Linked DNA regions of Mus musculus: region 1 is linked to region 2. Evidence: chromatin contacts called from public Hi-C data. All regions are on one chromosome and are shown on one strand. The core of a region is the stretch at or near the end of the contact, and the rest is flanking DNA. Distances in the headings are between cores, read along the strand shown. Region 1 has its middle 79 kb from the start of Pitrm1. Region 2 overlaps Gm46401 (a long non-coding RNA gene).

Region 1 (6,013 bases), core at 1,134-3,633, 460 kb before region 2:
TACTGGCATCCAACCAGGTAGAAGTGAAAGGATTGCATCTCGAGTAAGACACCACTAGGTGTCGCTACCTTCCTCTGAATGGGAGTCACCGAGGCCTCCTGCCATGCGGCTAAAATGAACTAGAGCAAAAATTGTGTTGATTTCAAGGAAAGCGTTCTTCTAATAATAATGAGATGGTAATTAGTAGGGGAAATGGCATAAAATTATTTCAGCATTTAGGAAAACTATGATTCTAAGCTACAGAATTTTTTATTTTTTGTTTGGAAGTTCATTCAGCGAATGTGCAAGAACTTCCGAGTTAATAGCATAGCCTTAATGAGGGAGGATCTCGTTTTTACCCCCTGTGGACAGAACCCTCGGATACTCTCCAGGGCAGTGTAAGGGTGATTTCTAATGGGTCTATAAGATTTCTAAAGGCTCCCACTTGGTCTAGCATAAGGACCCCATTCAATCCTCAGGTAGGCTGCAGGGCATATGGAGACTGACAAGCACTTAGCGGGCATGGACAGGACACCGGACACACCCCAGTCACCTCTCATGTAGCTGACCTCGATTTTACTGATCAGGTTGAAAACAAATTGTAACTTTTCCAAAGCCAAGTTCAAAGTCAAAGTAGATTTCGGAATGCAGGCTGTGTGTCTCTGGGATCCCCGCTGTTCGCATTATGCTTCATGTCTTCTGTGTTTGACCTTCAGTGGGCAACTATTAAGGGAGACAAAAAGGAACCAGAGGGCAGAAATAGAAGGGAACATTTCTTAGAAAACCCCTGAAAGAAAAGTAAACCAGACTAATGCTCTTCTTTTAATTTAGCCCTGTCGTTGCAGAGGTGAGAATTAGGATTTGCAAGGAGCCTCTTCTTTGAACCAATCCAAATAAAATGAAAAAGAGCTTGAGGCACGAGGCTGATGCTGTGTGACCTGAGAAAGTTGAGGCTGCTTCTTTGCATATGCAATGAGCAGCCAGGGTGTGAAAATAGACAGGATCGGGCCTCTCTTGGCTGCGGATTCCTAGCTGTGCCTCTAACACGTTCCTTTCATGCCTGCACCTCTTATACCATTATGCGGTTTGAGCCACATGCAGGAATAATGATTCAGCTTAGACTAGACACAAGGGCCAACCAGATTTGAGCTGATTTCTAAACCAAATCCCAGGTTTGGAAAATTACTAGTGTATGTCGCAGTTGCAATATATTAAGAACTTCTCTAAATGAACCACCATGAGTGGATGTGGTCTGACTCCCACCCTTGGGGTATCCACAGTAACCCTGCACAGTATGCGGAGAATTTCCCCTGTACTTTTCTTCTGCAGTGTGGCATTTGCTACAGGACCCTGCATTACCAGGAACCACAGCTCAGCATTCTTAAGAGAAATATTATTTGGTGTTTAGTGGAGCCCTAAATTAGTGATGCACCGTAGTGATTTTCATTTGGAATACCCTCGTTACCATGGCAATCATATCATGCCATGTTTCGTTGTCTTGGGTGTTTCTAGAAGCAATCCAGTCTCCGTAAACTCCTCATCATGTCGGAGACCCTGAATACTCCACGTTTATGCATGCTGACTGAAATCAGGCATATTAGAACCCCAGGGCCGAGAACACATCCAACTCTGTCATTATGTCAATTTCCTGCATATTGAGTAAGCATTAGCAGTCACATAAAGTAGACAATTAGTGAACTACAAATAGGAAATGCACAGGTCTTGGACAAATCTGTCTTTTGATATTCTAGGTATTTATGAGAGCTTAACAGCCTGCATAGTAAGCTGCCGACCTCAAGACTCTCTCTGCCTATGAGGCGCGTTGGCACACCTGTGAACACACGTGTCTGTATGGTGTGTCCATGCGTGTGGTGATAATGCTGTGTGTATGTGTGGGCAGGTATGTATCTGGGTGTATGTGTGAACCTGCATAGTGTGTGTGTATTAGACATTGTGGTGACATAAAGAGAGATGAAGATAAATAACATGGAGAGAGGAGGGAGGGAGAAAGGTTCAGGAGATGGAGGAGGAGAGAGAGTGCATGGTGGGAGTGTACCACAGAGCCTCTGAGAGGAACAACCCAGGCATAGGCATGTGTGAGCATGAGCGATGTCCTTCACTTCCCTTGTCACAGTCCAACACATGCTCTGAATCTCATTTTTGAACCAAAGCTTCAGGCACTTCCTGGCTGACTGCCCATCAGTTTCAGCCTCCACTGAGCAGAAAGAACTCCTGGGAGGGGCTCTGCATTCTGAATGGACTGGACGAGGCTGGTTTTGAAAATAAGTCTCAAGTTATAGTCTTGCTGGGGAAACTCATCGCAGGTGACCTTTGTCTCTTGGGCTCTCTCCCCAGGGGTTTTTCCAAGAAGGGAAGGAAGCTTTCTTCTGAGTCTTCCAGCAGGTGGCAGTGCGGCCGATAATTATCTCCTCGGAGGCTGCAGTAAACACTGTCTTCTTTAGATGCTGAAGGAAGTGAGCTGTCTCCCTCTTCATTAAGGGTCAACGTCAGTGAATGATAAAGAGCAGGATGAGCTTTGGAATAGCAAACACTCAGCGCATAGCATCCTCTAGCAGTTTTGAAATGCATATATGTAATTATTATATGGGGTATAGTCATGTTCAAAGCACGAGTTGGCAGACTCAGTGACTTCCTATACCACAGACCCCAGTGCCATTACACAAATCAACACAAGTGCAGTTGGGCTTCTTCCAGGTTTCAAGAAGTTGACACAAAATCTCAGTTGCTTACCGGTGACTGTGATTCATAGCAAGAACTGACGTTCCTTCACTTAGTAATGTAGGAGGGGAATGTGTGAAGGTGAAAGTTGAGGACCATGACAGAGTCTAATAAAAATCTATGCATACTACTTGGAATATAAATAGAAAATATACACCCCACAAATATACCTATGGTCTATACAATCTCAAATATCTCAGTGCCTTGACTTCTAATGAAAGACCCACAACGTGAGGACTCCCCCACGTTCTGACTCAGGAGAGGTGACACCCCAAATCTCTCACGAGAAATGGTCTTGATGAAAACTGCAAGAGGTTTATTCGGGAAAGAACAGTGCACTGGGGACGACTCATATCCCACGCAGGGGTAGAGGAGTCGACCACGAGCTCAAGGGGTAAGGGGTTTATAAAGGCAGAAACCGCAAACACCTGGCATTGGGCTATAGCATTTGGCAAGCTAGCAAGTTTGCATAATGGATTTAAGGAATGGTTAGAGTATTCTGTACAAACATTTCCTGCAACAATGGGGCAAGTTCTACTCCCTGCCATTAATGACACAGGTCTAGGGGCTTAAATAATTTTCGCTCTCTCTCAGGATCTTTCACTAACCCTTTGCCCTCAATGTCCATCTCACTCTTCTTCAGGATGCTAGCAGGATGGAGCTATATCACTTTGTGAGTTCAGTGTGGTACTGCTTGTCCTGCAAGCTTTCACCTTTCTTCAAGGAAGACTCTTTCAGAGTATAGTGAACTCTGATATGTACAAATGTACAGTAGTCTTTCTCTTAGGGTAAAGATGTTCCTGGCCAGCCATACCTCGAGGATTCTCTCAGGATCTCAAATTATAGCATCCGCGTGTGTGTGCAGGAGAGCTTGTGAGAATGGAGGCAGGTTCCATGGCAGACTGTGTGGTTCTGTATGACCTAGCCTTGCTGTGGAGCAGTTTCCTCAGAAATTAAATATTTCTCCTTGGAGAGAAGCTACTTAAGACTCTGGCTATCTGAGACAGAGGTACAACCTTCTATCCTGCAGAAAAAGCTAATAAAATTCAAGAAGTTAACAACTCAACAAGTCTAGGAAGTTCCTGAAACTAACCAGATTCACTAAGAATTTCCTTCTCCAAGCAGGTATAAGCAGTAAAGACTGACGAGAGACATACTCAGACAAATTGAGCTCTCCAGAAGAGGCTCAAACCACCTAACTGCCTGAAGTAGACACCCTACAACCTCTCTAGCTGCCTGCCTGTTATACTGTGAGCTTCAAGTTTGAAGCTTTTGTGAGCTGTCACCCATGTTGGCGGTGGGGGGTAGGCTTTTGGTGATGTACCTGTCTTTGAGCTATTTCTGCTCCTCTAGGTAACTCTAATAAACCATGGCTTATTAGTTGGACTTTGGTGCTATACTAGTTGGTTTTGTGTGTCAACTTGACTCAAGCTGGAGTTGTCACAGAGAAAGGAGCCTCCCTTGAGAAAATGCCTCCATGAGATCCAGCTGTAAGGCATTTTCTCAATTAGTGACCAAGGGTGGGAGGGCCCATTGTGGGCCGTGCCATCCGTGGGCTGGTACTCCTGGGTTCTATAAGAAAGCAAGCTGAGCAAGCCAGGGGAAGCAATCCAGTAAGCAGCACCCCTCCATGGCCTCTGCATCAGCTCCTGCCTCTAAGTTCCTACCCTGTACGAGTTCCAGTCCAGACTTCCTTGGTGATGAACAGCAATGCAGAAATGTAAGCTGAATAAACCCTTCCCTCCCCAACTTGCTTCTTGGTCATGATGTTTGTGCAGGAATAGAATCCCTGACTAAGACAGGTGATATCTTTATTGTGGTCTCTGTGGGTTCTCTATTTGGCTTGAGTAGATGTTTGTTCATGACTCCTCAGGAATAGAGTTATAGAATAGTCTTCTGTTTCCCGATATGAGGTTCTGGGGTTATCACCGAGGCTGCCTTTGAGATATATACATATATAGGGATACCCATATACATGCATGTATATATATATATATTACAAGTGATTTACTTACTGTTAATTATGTATATGCCCATGTGTCTATATGTTGGTATGTGCATACATGTTGGTATATGCGTATGTGAGTGAAGGTGCCCCAGGAGGTTGGAAGGAGGAGCTCCATTTGATTCCCTGGAGCTAGAGTTACACGTAGTTGTGAGCTGCCTGATGTGGGTGCTGGGAACTGAAATCTTGTCCTGTACAGGAGCCATATATCAGTCTGAACTTTGAACTGTTGATCCATCTCTCCAGCATCAATCTTTTCTTTTTCTTTTCTTCTTCTTTTATTTTTCAAATTTATGTCTTGGAGTTTAAAGCCCTCCTCAGGTGATGTATAGGGACCAGGCTCCAACTGTGTTTATCACTTTTGCTGGCCTGTATTTCTTCAGTTGCATGTTGTACCTTCCTTTTTACATGCATTGCTCACAGCTGTGCCTTCTCTGTACTGTGGTAAGGCCATCACTTGTACGGTGCTTGATGCTAGTGAAATGATGACACAGACTGTCCTTTGGTGGCTTCTAACTTAGTCCTCTCTGTAATTTTACCTTCACTACATGGCCTGGCTGCTTCATTTTAGCAACTTCTCTTAATAGCTCTAATCTCTTGTCGAGTCAATGCCATGTTCCTTTGCTTTCATGAGAACAAACTCTTTTATTGAAAGAATCCTCATGAAGTGTGGGTCTCAAAGCACTTAAAGAGAGTGGAATATTTATCTAACCTTTGCATCCTGTGCTTTCAGATGCTCCAAACTAGGCCACCCTCAACCACTTAGCTTTGCAAAGTGTTTTACATGAGTTGACCTAGTTCGTAAAGCCTCTCCCTTTAAGAAGGTAGACTTTTAACTTCAGAAGTATTGTGAGTTGTAGAGCTAACTTCGGATTACCAAGAGCTGACAAGTGTCTGTGTGGCTGTGATGTGAGCTGGAAACATTTGCAGATGTGTTTCTTTCTTTGCCTCAGAGGCCACTTATTTCTACCTGTTGATTCACTCCCTTAAACAAAAACACTGTCTTTAAGAGGCCCCAGTGTGCAAGCGATGCATAATCCCTCACTGGGGGGTAAACGGCTCTGCTCCTCTCTGTGGAGGTCGAGGAAGGACGGGGGTTCTCCACCTTGGAAATCACAGTATGGAATTCCTCATCAGTTCATGTGAGACTGAAAACCAAGGAAAAGCCCAACACCCCGAGACGTTTTGATGGAGTTGGGCTGTGTAGGGACAGTTTAGAACCACATGGCCGCCCAAACTCATTATTAATGCTGAGGAGGATTTAAGGACTGAAGACATCGCAGCATTAGT
Region 2 (6,282 bases), core at 1,989-4,488:
GACGTATAATTCTCCTTTTACCTATTGCACCTGTTATTATTTTTTATTTATCTTGTGCTTCTCTGTTGTAGGAGAAAAGTATTACTGTGCACATGGTTCTTCTGTGTGCATTCCGGAATACAATGAAATGCTGTTGCTTTTTCTTCCTTCTCTCTCTCTCTCTCTCTCTTTCTCTCTCTCTCTCTCTTTCTCTCTCTGTGTATGTGTGTTGTTGTTGTTGTTGGGGGGATGAGAAATTGGGCATCTGACGTAGTTGTTCTCTACCTTATTTTTTGAGATAGGGTCTACCACTAAATCTGCGATTTACCAATCCAGCATAAACTGGCTGACCAGAGAAACCCCAGGACTTTCCTGTCACTTACCTTATGCTGGGATGCTGATTACAGACCTACATTGTTGTGTTCATATATTTACACATGTGTATAGATTTGAACTCAGGTCCTCATACCTGCATAGCAAACATTTTAACACACAGGGCACCTTCCCAACCCCATAACTGTAGATGCCTTTGCTACACATTATTATTTTTAATTTTTTCCTGTTAACATTATTACATTAAAATACTCTACTTAAAAGATCTCTCCTTGATTTTGTTTTAAAGTGCATATGTTTGGAGTATTTCCCTTCACTGTTGATAGTGCCAACTTCTTGATGATTGTCTATGTGTTTTGGCAACCTGAGAGGACATTGTGACTGTATTTGCTTTTGCTCTGACAATCCTGAGTCACGGGATGGGTGTTCTGATTATACATTCTTATTCCAAGAATTCAGGCTCCTTTTGAAAACTTTTGACAATACTAAAATCCAAGAACATTTCTTCCCTATTTATCACTGTTAGCCATTTTATTTCCTAGTGAGAATTCTTTCTCTCCTTTAAAGACTGCAAGTGCAGAACACGACTTTGAAATCTCAGGGATTCTGTAAATCTTTCAGATAGAAATGGGAGATGAAATGAGGCAGGAACCAAGCATCAACCTTCAGTATTTGCTTTTGGAAAAAGCAAATACTCTCTCTCTCTTTTTTTGTTTGATTCCCCTATAACCCCTCTTCCCTTTTATCCAATGATATTTAATAGACTCTGATAATTCCTCTTCCATAAATTCATATATAACTAAAACAATGGATCTTAACATACCAAATACTCCAATCTAGCAAAGATAGTTATTGAATAATATGCATACACACGTGTGCAATAGCCACACATGTGTGCGTATGCATATGTACATACCTATTTATAAACACATATATTGATTCCTTCATGCCTCTCACCTTTAGAAAAAATTGTTTACATACAGTTATCTGTGTATACCTGTCTCTTTACATATACTTATTTGTATATAGAAGTATCCATTTCTCTGTATTCATCTATTTATTTTCTATCTCTATGTGGCTGGCTGATTAGCTCTCTAGGAAGAGAGATGGTAGTAGAAATGCATGTTTTCTAGACCATAGCAAAACTGTGTTAAGACTTCCTTTACTATGCTTATTTAGCTCTGAATTCTACTTGCAACAAAGCACCTATAATTTATTATCCATCCTGCGAATATTAGAGCTTTTGAGTTCTGTCACACAGTGTGTAATAAATGCAGCAAGTGTTGTATACTTTGTGCTTCAATGTTGTATTTTTTACATGTTCTCATCATGGGAGATGTCAAATGATAAATGTGATAAATGTGCTGGTAGCCTCGGTTTGGTCATTACACCTGTACCATAATATTATGTGATGTCCCATAAGTCTATACCACTAACTTAATCAATAAAAATAAAGACAGAATGCTTTGTGAAAATTGATGTGTTTTTTCTGGCACTAGGTTTTTCTGACCATTACTCTCATAAAAAGTCCATTAGAAGATTGTTGAAAATTTGAAGCCCCATTGGAAAACATATTCAGCTGAGAAAATAACAGTTTTTTACATTTCTTTATTTTATTTGTGTGTAAACAGGTGCAAACATGCCACAGCATGCCTATTGAGGGTAGTTTGCAAAAATTCATTCTCTTTTTCATCCTGTGGCTCTGGAGTCTTAGAAAGTGCTATGAAGTCAACTCACAGACATAGTTTTGAGTTTTGAGCATCCTATAACTGGAAAAGTTGGCCAGTATGGAGTCCTTAAATGGTTTTTCCACAGCCTGTGCCCACAGGATGGAAAGATGGACAAGGCCAGCTAAGTACAAACAGAAACCTTTCAAAGACTCACAGATGGTAATTCCCTCCTCCTCATGCTCTTGAGATTCCTAATGCTGAATACAAGAAACCCTTCCCATATCTGACTTCTGTGTCTCCCTCTCTCTCTTTTTCATGTTTAATTAATCCCCTTTGTCTTATGCTAAATGAAGGAATTATCTTGCCACTTTTACATATAATTAAAGATACCGGAGAAAACCTTATTACCTCGGATCCAACTAATTCACAAATAATTGTGATTTCAATAAGGCCGGGGAAAGCACAAATAATGAGATAGGCAAATGAATTGAGTCGAGGGGGATGGCAGGTGTATAACTTAGCCTGCTAAGGTCAATTATCAGAGCTTCTTAGAAGCTTCCTTTTACAACTGCACTGAGGAACTGCACCAGGTTCTCCAACTGGACCAGTGCCTTCTACACTTCTCTACCACCATAGAGCAAGCTTGTTTGGAAAACTTGGAGACCAGTACTCAGAACACCTCCTTTGGCAGGATTGCTTCACTTGCTCTATAACCCCTTAGCATGGCCTCTTCTACCATCTAACTCTGATCTCCAGGTTCGCTTCTCCACAGAGTAAGTGCAGAATATTTCAGGGTGTCATTTTTTTTTTTAAATTAAGACGTTTGTTAGGAATTGTAGGTGAAATGTCCCCAGAGGGCTTATGGTATGACCATTCAGTGCTCAGATGATAGTGCTCTATTGAAGGCACTAGAAATATTTGGACATAGTCTTAGCTGGGGGAACATCGGTCACGGGGGATGGAAAATCTTGATGGTAGTCAAATTCTGCTTCTGGTCCAGGCTCTGCTTCCTGACCAGCCCATGTAAGAAACTGCAGCTATACATTTCTGCTACCAAGAACCAGCTCATTCTCACCTCCATGTCTGCCCAGCTTGTTGGTCTGAAGCCTCTGCAATTATGGGCCAAAGGAGCCCCTCCTCTGTTGGGTTGCTTCTGTCCAGTTCTTTGTCACAGCAATTGTAACAAATACAAGTTCCTTCTCTGGTGCCAGCAGGCACCCTGGCATCTATTTCTGGATATGGCCTGAAGGGTGGGGACCCAGATCTGTTTCATTAGTCAGGTTGCTATGACTCATGCAATGATTTCTCCTCCTTGTTGCAGCTAATCTGCATCTTGTCAGTTTCCCCCATTCATTTAGTCTTGTTCATTGATTGCCACTTTAGGCTAGGACCCGAGGATACACTACATAGATTGGGAATGTGTAGTCCTTTTAATTTGATTTTTAAACAATTTCAATAGTGCTTATCACTTGCAGACACATTACAAAGTGTGACTCATTTAATTACACTCCCTGTTGAACTCCCATGGTGATAGAGCACACGGCTTATAAAAACAGAGAGCCAGAAAAACATCTTTAGGAAAGTAAAATCTGGCCTGAAAAACTGGCATAGATCACACCTGAGTGGGTCTTGAATTATAAGGCAGAATGTGCTAAATGAGTAACTAACTGGGGTTATTACAAAGTCAGATGTAGGGGTTTGTGAATCCACTGACCATGTTGATGGGCTCATGAAGGATACAGAAAACTCAAACTCCTTTATCAAATGCTCATTTTAGTTGATATAATAAAGGTGTGTGGAATGGAGAGAAGACTACTGTCAGCAAGTATTCAGCTACTGCTATCACAAAAGAAAAATAATAAACTAAGCTAAGTGTGTAGCAGAGAGAGAAATTACATCTGAGGCAAGTCTGGAAGCATAGGCCTGAAATTTAAGACATTCTGGAGAATGACTCTCAAAGAGTGTCAGCAGGAAAGTTCAAGGCTAGATTACGCTATTTAGCAGGACTATATTTCCAAATATTTGTTTTAAATGAAAAGAAATGATGTAATTTTATTATAATTTCAAAAATAAAAGAAGAACACTGAAAAGAGGGTTCCTTTTTCCACATTAGCTTGTCTTTTGGCATGGGTATCATTCAAATCTTGTTTGGGAAGTCATAGTGTTCAGGTATCCTGGCAGTAATTTCTCTTTTCTTTCTAGGAAACATAATCTCATAGCCAACTTCCAGGTTCTTTGGCCCTTCATCTTTCTATTCTCTCTTCTGAGAGTACCATGGGCCTTAAATGTTTTCCTAGCCAGAGAACTATAGGCAGCTGATGACCTCTGGGTGGAGGAGAATTAGCCTCTCCCAGGAATGAGCATCCTAATTGGTTTTCTAATACAAAGTGGTCACCCCTAAAACCATATTCATACAAGCAACACCAAATGGACTCAATGGGTTACATTTATAGAATGCTGCACATATATATGTATATATATGTGTGTGTGTGTGTGTGTGTGTGTGTGTAAACATATATATGTAGCAATAATAATCAAAGTAAAAGAGGCTGTCAATTTGAGAGGGAGTGGTGTATATGAGAGGCATTGAAGGGAGAGGACATAGAATGGTTTGGGAGGGAGGAAGGAGAAGGGAAAGGAGAAAGTAATATTATAAGAAATTAATTAAAATTTATTTTAAAAGAAAGATTTTATTAAATGAGGGCAGTATTGGAATATATGAGGCTGTAGAGGTGTAATGCTCCATGATACTGAAATAAGTTTTAAAATATTTCAGTGATATATGATGATGTGTGTGATGATCAACCACATTCCTCATAATAGAGACTAACTTCCACTGTGAGACATTTTGTCTAAGAATTATGTGCACTGTGAGACAATTTGCCATTTCAAAAGTCTAAGTGTTATGTAATGTACTTTTCCTGGAGAGACTCAATGTACATGTATACTTGCCTCAGATAGGAAGCCACAAAAGACCAAATTATGGCTATCACTCAAGTCAAACTTGGTGAATTAATGAGTTTTATTGGGGTTACTTACAGAAATATGGGCTAGGGGTTACTTATAGTAGCAGACTCAAAACTGCTGCATCATCAGAGTCCACCCTAGGATGAATGAGAGTTGGCAAAACCTGAGCACCTGGAACACATTGCACAGCCATCAGGCAGCTCCAAATGTTGGAAAGTGTCTTTTCCAAGTGACTAAGTTGGTCTAACCATTTTCCATACAGCTCTGCTAGTTTCTGATTCTTCTAGAAAGCTGTTCTGGTCTTTGATGATTCTTTCCAACTTGCATTGTTGGATAATGACTATCAGAAGTTTTCATTGTTTACTCTAGAGAAGGAGTAGACTACTGAATCTGGTCAGTTTCAGGAACTTCCTGAAGCAGTTTCGAGTTGTTTACTTTCTGGATTAAGGAGCTTTTCTGAAGGATGGAATGTTTTAATATTGAAGGAAATTGCTACAAATTGATTGCATGGCTATCAGGTAAAGATATTATTTTCACACACACACACACAAAGCCCAACCTGCAATTCACAAAACTGATGCATTTCACATAGTTTAATGAATAAATAGCTGTTTGGCACCTACTCGATGCTAGGTTATGCCAGGACTGTGAACAGATGAGTTCTGTTGTACTGCCTGTATCTTGAGGAAAAGAAGAAAGAGTCAAAACATCACTTGCACTGGAAATTGATGGAACTGTTGGGAAACAGAAGAGAAGAGGGATAGGGTATCAGATCATAAATAGGATGATCAGGCAAGTCCACATACAGCTGGAAGACTCAGAGTCAAGAGCTGGGATAAATGGGTAGAAGATTCCATGCAGAGAGAACATATAAACAAAACTTTGACAGGAGAAAGAGCCACTGAAATGATAAGAGAAGATGGGAATTTAGTGAGTACAGGAGAGGGAAGCAGAGCTAGAGGTTCATGGGGGATCCATATCTCATAGGTATGTAGGGACTCTGAATGGAAGCCATAGAAGGATTTATACAGCATGGACCATTATGTAATCGACTTTATTTTTATGTGTTGTGTGTATAGTGTATGTATGCAGGTATATATAGCCTTGAACATGCCAAAGGCAGAAGATAACTCTATCCCTCTCTGCCTCATCCCCTTAAAAGAGAGCATAGCACTGAACTAGGATTTGAGCTAGTAGCCAGAGAACCTCCTGCTTGCCTCTTGTGATGTGACAATTACAAGTACAGATGCAGCTTTCATATGCTTGGTGGTGGTTTGAATTCGGGTCTTCTTGCCGTGTAGCAAATTCTCTTACCCACCGAGACATCTCCTGT

What was found. Hi-C and Micro-C count contacts between places; a contact is called where the count stands out from the background.
Region 1: a contact with region 2 is called in a Hi-C map of bone marrow-derived macrophages, with 4 times the contacts expected there. The contact joins two enhancer-like sites. A contact is called at or near these places in 5 of 39 promoter capture datasets (the 3T3-L1 cell line, 3T3-L1-derived adipocytes, cranial neural crest and 2 more), 1 of 15 datasets of contacts at CTCF or cohesin (the NIH/3T3 cell line) and 5 of 484 Hi-C or Micro-C datasets (3T3-L1-derived adipocytes, bone marrow-derived macrophages, cerebellar granule neurons and 1 more).

The regions. Positions count from the first base shown.
Region 1 is chr13:6,465,886-6,471,898 of GRCm38.p6, reverse strand. No RefSeq gene overlaps it. Among named protein-coding and RNA genes, the nearest start is that of Pitrm1, 79 kb to the left of the region's middle. Within about 2 kb of position 2,383, at least 50 of the 459 cell types and tissues checked have an H3K27ac peak or open chromatin away from gene starts, as enhancers often do. A contact at or near this core is called in bone marrow-derived macrophages, where this site is marked.
Region 2 is chr13:6,006,862-6,013,143 of GRCm38.p6, reverse strand. It overlaps Gm46401 (a long non-coding RNA gene), which reads right to left. Exons shown (of 6, transcript XR_001780857.1): 5 at 5,573-5,683. Among named protein-coding and RNA genes, the nearest start is that of Gm46401, 94 kb to the right of the region's middle. Within about 2 kb of position 3,238, at least 36 of the 459 cell types and tissues checked have an H3K27ac peak or open chromatin away from gene starts, as enhancers often do. A contact at or near this core is called in bone marrow-derived macrophages, where this site is marked.